Regions from separate parts of the Zea mays genome. Here all the other regions are linked to region 1. Evidence: chromatin contacts called from public Hi-C data. All regions are on one chromosome and are shown on one strand. The core of a region is the stretch at or near the end of the contact, and the rest is flanking DNA. Distances in the headings are between cores, read along the strand shown. Region 1 holds the start of LOC100216633 (Expansin-B4). Region 2 holds the start of LOC100276928 (Uncharacterized conserved protein (UCP012943)). Region 3 holds the start of LOC100216724. Region 4 holds the start of LOC103627506 (Zinc ion binding protein).

Region 1 (2,722 bases), core at 162-2,661:
ACAACTTAAGGGCTAGTTTGAAAATTTAAATCCTCTTCGGGATTACCGGGGACTAAGGTAAAATTAGCTCAGGGCTAATTTGAGAACTTCTTTTTCCCAAGAGATTTATATTTTTTCAAGGAAAATGAACTAAATTCAATTGGGAAAATAGAAATACCATGGTAAAATAGGTTCCCAAACTATCACTAATTTTATCTTTAATTTCTGAAAATATTGAAGGAGGTTTAAGTTTCTAAACTTTTGGCAACCATGTTTTTTCAAGAGATTTTCATTTTTCTAGAGAAATTAATTTATTTTTCCTAATGAGAATCCCTTAGAAAAATAAGATTTGATAAACTAGCTAAATACCGTTAAAAACTACTGTTTAAATACCCACGGTTTTTCAACAAATACGACACAAGTAAAAGAGACGGAAGAAGAATAATGAGAATGCTGGTGAGACCGTGAGAGACAGAGCGGACGCCGGAGCAGATCACCACGGCTTGCATTCTGGGCTGGGACCCTGGCAGGGAATGGGCTTATAACGAACAAGGCTTTACAGGGATTCATGGTGGCGGAGTGGTGAAAATTTTCAAAAACAGTGAATCAGTGATGGCAAGCGGCCCATTGGGATTTGCGGAGGCTGAAACGGATGGGGCCGTCTCGGGGTGGTCGGGTGGGCAACGACTTGGCCCGTATCGTAGGGTCGCTCGCTCCTCCTGACCGAAATACGACTGCCATCCTTGATGGAGCGGAGGTACGCCGGCTGGGATGTGTACCGTGTATAGGCAGGATCAGGATCATGCTCTCGGTGACCTCCCATCAGAAATCTGTCTCGAAGTGACTGTCTTCGATTCAGTTAAACCGAAGAAAGATTGGGGTTGCTTGATTTCTAGGGACTAAGACCTGTTTGATTTGTGGTAATTGCACCACACTTTATTTAATGTTAGTCGTTCGAATTAAAAAACAAAATTTAAACGGAAAAGTTAGACAAAATGTGACAAGTTAGTCAGCGAACCAAATAGACCTTAAATTTTTGACACTACATTTTTATTATATTTTAATCCCTAAATTATTAAATACAAATTCGTATTTAACAAGTATGTTGTAAAATTATATTTCACGAGTGACATTGACTTGGCGTCATAAATTTTGTGCACTTCTGGTCAAACTTAAAACAGTTTTAACTTAGAACAAGTTTAGAAATTATTTCGATTTTTAAATCGACGGAGTATATTTTTTGGATGGGAAGATTTAAATCTTGAAGGAAACTTTGGCCGTGTACATGAATGGGTACATCTACGGGCAGCAGACTCGAACCAGACAATTACGAACTCACTGCCGTGCACCGGCCCACCTACCTCGTAGTGATCTGCAGGCTATAAGTAGACGGCACAGGGGCACACTTTGATAGCACACACCAGTACCACTGCACAAAAGCACACTCTGTTCGGCTTGCCTTGTCCTTTTTCCTTGCCATATGGCTACCAAGATGGTCCTGTGTCGCTTTGTAGCCCTCGCGGCTGTCGCCTGCCTCCTCCGCCCTGGCGCGCCCGTCGAGCTCCACCGCAAGCTCTCCGGGTGGTCCGACGACGCGGGCGCGACGTGGTACGGCGCAGCCACCGGCGCTGGGAGCGACGGTGAGTCAGATGCACGGCCGCCGGACGACGCGCGTGAATTTTCCATGAACCATGCATTTTCCCTTACACCTGCACACAAAACAAAAATAAAAAATAAAATAAATGAATAAAGAATCTGTAACAAATGCCTTCCGGGGACCGGGTATACGTGTGTACGTCGGTTTTTCCGTGCAGGTGGTGCATGCGGGTACCAGAACGCCGTCGACCAGCCGCCGTTCTCGTCCATGATCGCCGCCGGCAGTCCATCCATCTTCCAGAACGGCAAGGGCTGCGGCGCCTGCTATCAGGTACGGTTCGACGGTTCGTGCATATGCGAGCGTTTCTTTAAGAGTGGCTCGTAATATTATTGCACTTCTTCGCACTTACTTAATAATATAATGCCGCCGCCGCGCAGGTGAAATGCACCGGGCACGCGTCGTGCTCCGGCAGCCCGGTGACCGTGGTCCTCACCGACGAGTGCCCCGGCGGCGCGTGCCTGGACGAGCCCGTGCACTTCGACCTGAGCGGCACGGCGTTCGGAGCCATGGCGAAGGACGGCCAGGCGGACCAGCTCCGCGGCGCCGGACACCTCAAGATCCAGTACACTCGGTAAGCTAGCTAGCAGCGCCGCCGCGCCCGTACCGCGCGCGCGCGCTCAGATGCTTCTAAGCAGCAGGACTGTCGTACTACGGTACGACTACCTGTGTTTTGTGTCGTACGCGTGCATCTAATCGCTTTCGGCGGTGTACCGTCATGTATGCCGTTGGAGTATTAGCTTGCCTCCAACCAACGCACGTAGAAACCGTGTGTGACGCATGCAGGGTGCACGTACGTACAAACATTCCTGTGTAGCAAACTAGGCTTTCCCCGTGCGTCTGTACTGTACTTCTTCGCGCTTGTCCTTTTGTGCCGCCCACCACATGTGCATGCGTGCGTGCGTGCAGGGTGCCGTGCAACTGGCGAGGGCTGGACATCGCGTTCAAGGTGGACGCCGGCTCGAACCCGAACTACTTCGCGGTGCTCATCGAGTACGAGTCCGGGGACGGCGAGCTGGAGTCCGTGGAGCTCATGCAGCGCGGCGGCGGCGGCGGGGGGGCGTGGGCGCCGATGCAGCAGTCGTGGGG
Region 2 (2,722 bases), core at 101-2,600, 250 kb before region 1:
TCAAATACTCTGAATGAAACGGCAACTAGATTAGATGGAGCAAAGAACATCAATGCATAAGTAACTCCCTTATGATTTAATCAGCAAAGGTCTACTATATATTCATCTTAAAGGGCAAAAAAGGTTTGTTTTCACGCAACAAATGAGGACATAGATGTATTTTGTGTGAGTGTGCGGGGCGGGAGGGGGTAATTATTCGTATAGCTGCTACTAATTGAAAGTGGATATAATGACGTGAGTTTAATGTTTCTACAACAGTCCCTACAATACGGGCTACCATAAGGTAGCCAGAACAATCCTATGATTCAAGGACACAACATCAGTAGGATCTAATTCTCGGATGTGCTTTTCAGCAGCTGCAAGGGCTGCTATGTCTATTACAAGGTACAGGAAGCGCAGGCAGGATTGTTCCGATGGGACTAGCTGCAATTCTGCAAGTCCATGCGGATGTCTATACATGTATCCCTCGCCCCCACCCCCTGCCCCACCAAGAAGACACCATCCAAAGATGGCAGGCATACAACTATGATAACGACAACGAGTGGTAACCACCTACACGATATTGCTCAATGAACTGAAGCATGCAAGGCTCCCATGTCCCCATGAGAAGCTATCCATGTCACATCAAAATAAAGACAAAAACAGCTCTAATATAATCCAGGTAAACAAAGCATAAACTAGGTCGTGACAATCAAGCGGGTCACCAACACAAGAAATGTCAAGAGAAGAAGTTATATCAAATCTAACAGTACGCAAAGAAAAAAAATGCTATAACGAGGTGAGCAGGCAAATCTTACTGCTGGATGCTGGTGACTGCGCCGGTAACCTCGTCTATGGTCGGCGGGGACCAGAACACCACCCTGTAGTCCTGTTCTTCCTCCATCTCCCCAGTACCAGGCCCCCCAGCGACGACCTCCTCCCAGTCCCCGTCCTCCACGTACGCGGCGGCGGCGACTGCGTAAGGCGGGGATGGGGAACTGGCGCGCAGGGGCCGCCCGGGCGCGATGGCGCGCGGGCGTGGGGACGCGGCGGAGGTAACAGCGCCGGGTCCGGGGCCGAGCGCCGATGAGGAGGAGGAAGAGCGCACGGCGCGGCTGCTGAGACAGAGGAGGTGCCTGCCCGGCGGGTTCCTCATCGCCGGTCGGAAGGAAACAGAGGCTGCCTTCGTTCTTGGACTGCGAGCGAGTGCGCCGGCACCGCGCACTATCCAACGCTCCAACAGCCTCCGCGCAAAAGGATGGATAAAAAAAGGTTTGAGCAGGAAGGAGTCTTGGGGCCTTTGGAGCTTTGAGCACTAGCGAAAAATCTTGCGACGAAATATTCGGAAGGGTTGAGTATTGGTATTGCTAGGGGTCACCGATACACCATAACACCCAATTCTAGTTGTGGGTGTCATGTTTATTGGTTGATTTAGTTTTTTGTTCTCGCAAGCTTGTGAGGCTAATCAACTTCATGTCCATGATCAAGAACCTGACATAAAAAATTACTCTACTTAGCGAAATTAAAGAATAAAAATATCTTGAATTTGACCTATGTTATATACAATTAAATATTATACTCACTCTGATCTTTTTTTATTTGTCGCGTTTTAATTCAAAATAAAATTAACGGGTGTCTAAATATTCGAGAACAGATATGTTAGTTTTTTTGTGGAATATATTTTTATATTATACTAGATCTGTTTGGTGTCTTGAATATCACTGTTTGTTATGAACTTGATTGAACTGTGTATCGTTTTACTAAGGACAGTTAGGGTTCCCTTTGGAATGTGAGATTTGTTTTTTTTCTTTCTTTTCTGGTGAAAATAAACCTGAAAATTCTATGTTCTAAAGGAGCTTAGATCCATTAATTATTTTCACTCCACATACATGCATGCACAACCTTAATGCTCTAGTATATTTGTATGGTGTAATTTGTGTAAACAAAATAGTTCATAGGGACACGAGTTCCTCCCAGGGATTACAATTTCGTTTTCACCGTTCTGGATTTCGTTTATTTGACCAAAATTTGACTTTTAGATTTTAAAACGAAAAACATAACTTCCCGGACCGAAATCTGTGTTTCGGTAATCACCGAGAACGAAAAAAAATACCAGATTTCAGTAAACTCGGACCGAAATTGCGTTGCCTGGTCCCTCCTCGTCGTTGAAAGTGAAAGTCTACATTATGGTAAGCACGTTTATGGCTAGTTTGGAAACCAAATTTTTCCAAGGGTTTTTCGTTTTCCCAAGAAAAATTAGTTCATTTTCCTTTGGGAAATTGAAAAATGTGGTTGCCAAATTAGCCCTTATTTTTTTTCCGCCCTTGTGATTTTACCCAGAAACGATAAAAATCTGTTTCTGTAACAGAATGGTTCGTATCCACAAGCAACAGTTGTAGCTAATGCTTCCAGGTTAAAGTACTAGTAGCATGCAGGAAAAGGGGGGGGGGGGGGGGGGGGGGATGCAGGATAATTCGAAACCATGGAGCTTCAGCTGGTGTGCACCAACGGTTTTCCATCGCCGCCACCCGCAGCCGTTGCTTTCTCCGCTTCTGGTTACGGAATTGATCCACGTCGCCATTTGGGTCCCGGCCGTAAGATCCTTCGCCACAAAGGGCCAAACACGGCTCCCACCCAAGGAGCAAACCACATTCCAGGTGCGTACGGGAGGGGGGGATTTCGCTGCTCGGTGGTGCACGCAGCGCCCACCCCCGTACCGTACGTTGCTTTCAGAGGTTGCCGC
Region 3 (2,722 bases), core at 122-2,621, 210 kb after region 1:
ATTAGCACGGCACGTGTAGTAGTGCACACTTTTGACACAGTTTAGGGGGGTGAAATATATGCTGGAAAATCGTGGTGTCATAGGAAACATGTTACATTCATTGGTTGAAGTTTCAAAAAAAGGGTTGACTATAGATACAGTTTTACAGCAATAGAGAAAGGGATTAGCATAATTACATGTTCCCCTAATCACTGTGGCCATGTGTGCTTGGGCCCATGGCTAGCTTATTAATGTATTGATGATGAGTGTTCTGACCTAGCTAGAGTTATGGTAGGTAAACCTAACACTAGGTTCAGTATGCAATTTAATAGGTGCGACCAACCATGGAGAAGCAGTTGTATTGCTATAATTAAGCTGCGATATGAAGCATATATGGGAATAACGTCAGTTGTATATATGTTATGGTAAAAATGTGATGTAAGCACAAGAACGTCATGCTGCGGAGTGCGAGTCTTTGTTGAGAAAGATGTAATGTGAATTTTTATATTAAAAAGAAGAAGAATATGTTTCACGAATTACTTGCAAAATAGTACGGTACAGTATTAGGTGAGAACGTTGGCATATTGACTTCTTTTGAGAGGAAACAGGCACACGGAGAAGAATGAAAACAACCACTAGCTCGTTAAATGGGCACAGGTCGTTGTGTACGCGTGGTGACGAATCCTAATGCACGCATCCGTGCTATACGGCGTGTGCAGAATGAATTTTACCGTCAAGAGGCCAAGAAGAATACAAGAGACTTCAAAGGGGTTAAGGAAGGAGCAGCAGGCCGGTCAAGTAAAGAGAATGGCCCCCTTCTTCAATAAAAAAAAAAGAGAAGAGAATGACATGGTGCGTGCCTTTGAATGCAGTCACGCACAAACAAAACAACAGCAGCATCTCCCTTTTTTCCCACTAGGGTAGCTGTAGATCAACAGCTGGTAGGTTGTTCCAAGAACTGTCGGGGGGTTTGGGTCCCTCTAACAAGCTCTAGCCATGAGATATTTTTAAGCAATTTTCAGATTTGACACATTTTTTGTAGGCTTGCGGCAAATTTCACATGTTTTCTGCGGACCTACATGAGAACCATCAAATAATTGAGCCAAATTCTCGCCACAAACAGAAATAATGCACCTCTTGTTCCGCAGGGAGGGGCATTGTAGTTTAGTCGTTTGTGCACTTTTTGTGCCCCAAATCTTGCTCAAGAAAATAAACATGGACGAACCCCCAAGAACATGGGGGGGCAAATATCGCATACCAAAACGAAATAATCAAGATGGGCGAAAATAAAGGATCCTAGAAGGAAGAGATGCACACCTTGAATTGCACGCGAGATGCGTGTGAGGCAATCCGTAGAGAGAGAGAGAGAAGAGAGAGAGAGGAAGAGGAGAACGGAGGACGGGAGAATGGCGTCCATGCAAGGGGCTATATATAGAAAAAGAGAAAGGAAGGAGGAGGAGAAATCTTTGAAGAATTCACTAACGCCAGCTTATTCCGTTATACGGTAATTGTTAGGAACACTCCGTTTGGAGCCCACAGGATTTTGCGTACGCGATGGGAAAAAATCTTCTTTATTTTATAGATAGTTTTATACTAAAAACTCTTCTTTTATTGTAGTAGAAGGTTTTGTGTTGAATATTTTTTTTAAAAAAATCATGGTTCGCTATCTTATTTATCTATGCTAATTCTTAAGCATAACCATATCGACTATATGTACCCGACATCATGTAAGTATATTATGGTAGTTTTTTAATGCACGGAAAAATACCATAGAAAGACGTCATTAGTAAATATGTGCATATGTTTGAATGTGTTGAGTACTTGAGTTGAAACAAACCGTATGTAGTTTGCACCTACGGTTATGTCCTTCGGTAGCCATTACAATGACATCACTAAACTGTAGAGCACTCTTTGCGGAGGAAATATCTTATGCAATCACTTATATTGGTGCAAGCGTGCAATCAAGCGGTTTGGTGCATCTAATCTAGATCTAATGATGACTGTTATTTTATATTTAACCCCTTCCACCTAAACATAGTACATATTTTACTTTTAACCCCTTCCATATGAAACTGTTGAATTTAGATTGGATGCTCTGGATAGTTTGATTGCACGCTTGCACCAAAATGAGTGATTGCACAGGATATGTCCTCCTCTTTGTGTGCGGTTGAGAGCTCGTGCTAGTTTTAAAGGTTTATATTCTACTCCAGCTAACTCGTATGTTTATAGTATATATATATATAGTTTTTATGGTCTACATGAAAATTCATGCATTGAGCCATTGACACAACAAAGAGATGGAGAAATCAGGCAGGGAAGGCAGCTGGTGTGCGCCCAGCACTTTGTTGGAAACCGCACGCCACCACCCACCGGGCTGACGCGTAGCCCGCCTTCAGAGCGGGCCCACTGGAAAAGCGCCGAGGGTGTCGCCCACCACTGACAGTAGGACCACACAACCCACGTCACCCTCAACCGTAGCCGCGTCCTTCTCAGCACGGAGCTGGCGTCGCATCAGCGTCGACGCGCCGGGCCCGCCGCGGTGGAGACCCCAGTCCTCACCACGCCATCCGCGTCCACCTCGCCATGGGCCATGGCGTGGCCCGCCGCCCACCCTCGCCGCGGGCGCGGGCGCCAGGAAGGAAACAACCACCTCCTCTCGGCGTCGGCGTCGCGGTCCGCCGACCCGGACAGCGTCCACTGTTACTGACCTACAAAGCACTATGCCACTATTAGTACTTGCTAC
Region 4 (2,722 bases), core at 64-2,563, 160 kb before region 1:
AACCTATAATAAAACTTAGTAGGATGTGAGAGTGCGTGAATTATTGATTTGGGTCTAAGGGCTTATTTGTTTGAAATTATAATCAGTTCAAATTATATAATCCAACATATTTTGAACTAACACTTAGTTCAAAATATATTAGATTATATAATAGTAGACTATAATCCCAAATAAACATACCTCGTAGTCGTCACATCGACATTCTAGTCAAAAGATCGATCTTACGGAAGCAATAAGTGACGTACGTACGTACGCCCCTCGACTGACCATGCATGGTCCATGGGTTGTTGATACGCAAGATCAAGCGCATGCATTTGACGACGTGATACTCGGGCTCAAACACAACGTACACGCATGCATGTGATCACAAGAAAAGTCTCGCTCGACAAGCAGGGCAGCAGCTAGCTTAATTATGCACATGCATGCATAGTAGCCAAAGCGTCTCTTTTCACAACACGCAAAACTACACTCGCTCGTACAAGGACGAAGCTAAGGTAATTAAAAAAGATGAAACTAATTAAACCAGCTAGCTACTAGTAACCTAGTTTTACCTGTCTACTAATTAGAGTAGAAAACATTGTTTCGTACAGTACATAGTACAACGACGTACGAGCACCTGGCTAACTAGCAAAGCACGTCCTTGAGGAGCTTGTACCTGCGGGGCCTCCGGCCACCCTCGGCCTGCTCGCTGCCGGTTACCTTGCCGGCGCCCTTGCTGCACCCGCTGCTGGGCGGGAACGCCGGCTGCTGCGTGCTCCAGTCTGCTTCTTCCACCTGCGGATGCCGCTTGCTGCATCCCGACGCCGAAGAGTACTGCCGCTTCTTCCCGCTGACGACGTCGTCACTGAGGCACCAGTCGCACACGCCGGCGCCCGCCTGCGCCGGGGCCGCGGCGCCGTAGTAGTTGGTGCAGTAGCTGCGCGCATGCATGCATTGGAAGGAACGAAACGGCGGCGGGCCATGATTAGTCTGATATGTTACCGAGAGGAGTACAGCTTACTACTCGACAAAGGGCGTACGTACGAGTGCTGGAAGCGGCGGCGGCAGCGGGCGCAGCGGAAGAGCTTGTCGGGGAACCCGACGTCGCCGCACATGGAGCACACGGTGGTGCCGTCCATGGACGACACGGACGGGGACGAGGCCGGGCGTCCTCCTAGCTCGTGTGGAGTTGAATGGATGACGATATAATTAAAATATATTACCTTGGAGGCCGGCCGGGGAGAGGAGAAATAGATTCGTTCGCGCGCGATGGCAGCCAGCGCAGGAGATCGAGCGGCGAATCTCAAGCCGCCGGAACGTGTACAGGTCCCTTAAATACTGATGAACGAGAGGATATGCGGATGGAAGGAGAGGGAGGGACGGGGGGAGGAGATCAGATCGTCGGATGGGAGGGCCCCCCAGCACCCAGGTGGCCAGGTGTGAGGTCGCCGGCGGAGCTGTGGGGCCGGCGGAGCAGGGCGAGGCCGGAGACGGTCCACGTGTCCCTGTGCCTATACGAGCGTGCAAGGTGTAAAGTGGGGAATGAGTCGTCGGTTGCACCTGCACTGGTTTATTTGTCTGGTCCGCTGCACTAGTAAATCAGTATTCCTTAATAATGCTTATTATATTATTACTAGTTATATGCCCGTGCGTTGCTACGGAATCAATATGATAAAATACAATAGTACGCAAAACAATAATTGTTATTCTATAATTTTGTTAGCATCACTAAAAATGGATGATTTCATACCTTGAAAGATATAGTAAGATGCATGTGCGTTACTAAAGAAATCAAAAATCTTAGTGACGCATGAACACCTTACTATATCTTTTAAGGTATGTAAATATCCATTTCTAATGATATTAACAAAAGTATAAAATAATAGGTGTATGCTTGTGCGTTGCTACGGAGTCAATATATAATAATAAGATACATTGATATACATAAGCGTATTGATACGTTGATATGTAAATACATGTCTATATACCTCAAAAAATATAAGATTGTAATGTGCTTTATCATTAAATCTCAAATAAAACACGTCGATTCCATAAAAGAATAGTGTATTATTATATAAGATTTAGTAAGAAAATTTAATGACAAAATTAAAAAATGCTCTTTCATAGATCATCATAGTTTATATATTTAGATCAATAAATATAAGGCTGCGTAGCAAACGGAAGGATCCTAGGTGCAGATGGATTGAATGATACCCCTATGTGTTTTGTGTTGATGTAGTATCATGCGGTGGTGTGTGGCCAGATTAGGTTCTAATGTAGAATTCTTAGTACTTTCTAAACTAAAGCTATAATCTGAAAACTGCATAGTATGAACTAAAATCAACAGTCCTACAAACTGGACATTTTATTATCATTGGCAGAGTTGCAGTAAACTGGACATGTTCATGACACGGTTGGTGCACTCCACTTCCCAGTTCATGACACAGTTGGCAGAGTTCATGACATAATTCATGTCAGTCCATGACACAATTAGCAGAGTAGGTGCACATGGACATGTTCAAAATTATACAAGAAACTGCACTCCACTTCCCAGAATTTGAAGACATAGTTCATGAAACAGCATAGTTCATGACACACTAATTTTGAAGTCATAGTTCTTGACACAACATAGTGGATAATACACTAATTTTGAATATACATAAGGTAGTTCAATTGCTTTTCTTCCTTGGAGTAATCTTTTTGGACATCTTAGGTGCATGTGGTGTTGTCAGATCATCTTGTG

Evidence for each region. Hi-C and Micro-C count contacts between places; a contact is called where the count stands out from the background.
Region 2: a Hi-C map of tassel shows a contact between it and region 1, with 2.4 times the contacts expected there. The contact joins the promoter of LOC100276928 here to the promoter of LOC100216633 in region 1. A contact is called at or near these places in 4 of 25 Hi-C or Micro-C datasets (bundle sheath, endosperm, leaf and 1 more).
Region 3: a Hi-C map of leaf shows a contact between it and region 1, with 8 times the contacts expected there. The contact joins the promoter of LOC100216724 here to the promoter of LOC100216633 in region 1. A contact is called at or near these places in 2 of 25 Hi-C or Micro-C datasets (leaf and tassel).
Region 4: a Hi-C map of leaf shows a contact between it and region 1, with 4 times the contacts expected there. The contact joins the promoter of LOC103627506 here to the promoter of LOC100216633 in region 1. A contact is called at or near these places in 3 of 25 Hi-C or Micro-C datasets (ear, endosperm and leaf).

What each region holds. Positions count from the first base shown.
Region 1 is chr5:196,482,178-196,484,899 of Zm-B73-REFERENCE-NAM-5.0, forward strand. LOC100216633 (Expansin-B4) reads left to right here and starts at 1,412. Exons shown (of 3, transcript NM_001143046.1): 1 at 1,412-1,906; 2 at 2,014-2,207; 3 at 2,543-2,722. The coding sequence starts at 1,744.
Region 2 is chr5:196,236,430-196,239,151 of Zm-B73-REFERENCE-NAM-5.0, forward strand. LOC100276928 (Uncharacterized conserved protein (UCP012943)) reads right to left here and starts at 1,351. Exons shown (of 5, transcript NM_001150621.2): 1 at 798-1,351; 2 at 1-9. The coding sequence starts at 1,135.
Region 3 is chr5:196,689,129-196,691,850 of Zm-B73-REFERENCE-NAM-5.0, forward strand. It overlaps LOC100216724, which reads right to left and starts at 1,372. Exons shown (of 12, transcript NM_001359488.1): 1 at 1,297-1,372.
Region 4 is chr5:196,322,217-196,324,938 of Zm-B73-REFERENCE-NAM-5.0, forward strand. It overlaps LOC103627506 (Zinc ion binding protein), which reads right to left and starts at 1,314. Exons shown (of 2, transcript XM_008647791.3): 1 at 1,024-1,314; 2 at 411-916. The coding sequence starts at 1,118. The coding sequence ends at 625. LOC103627507 reads right to left here. Exons shown (of 7, transcript XR_002262503.3): 7 at 2,326-2,722.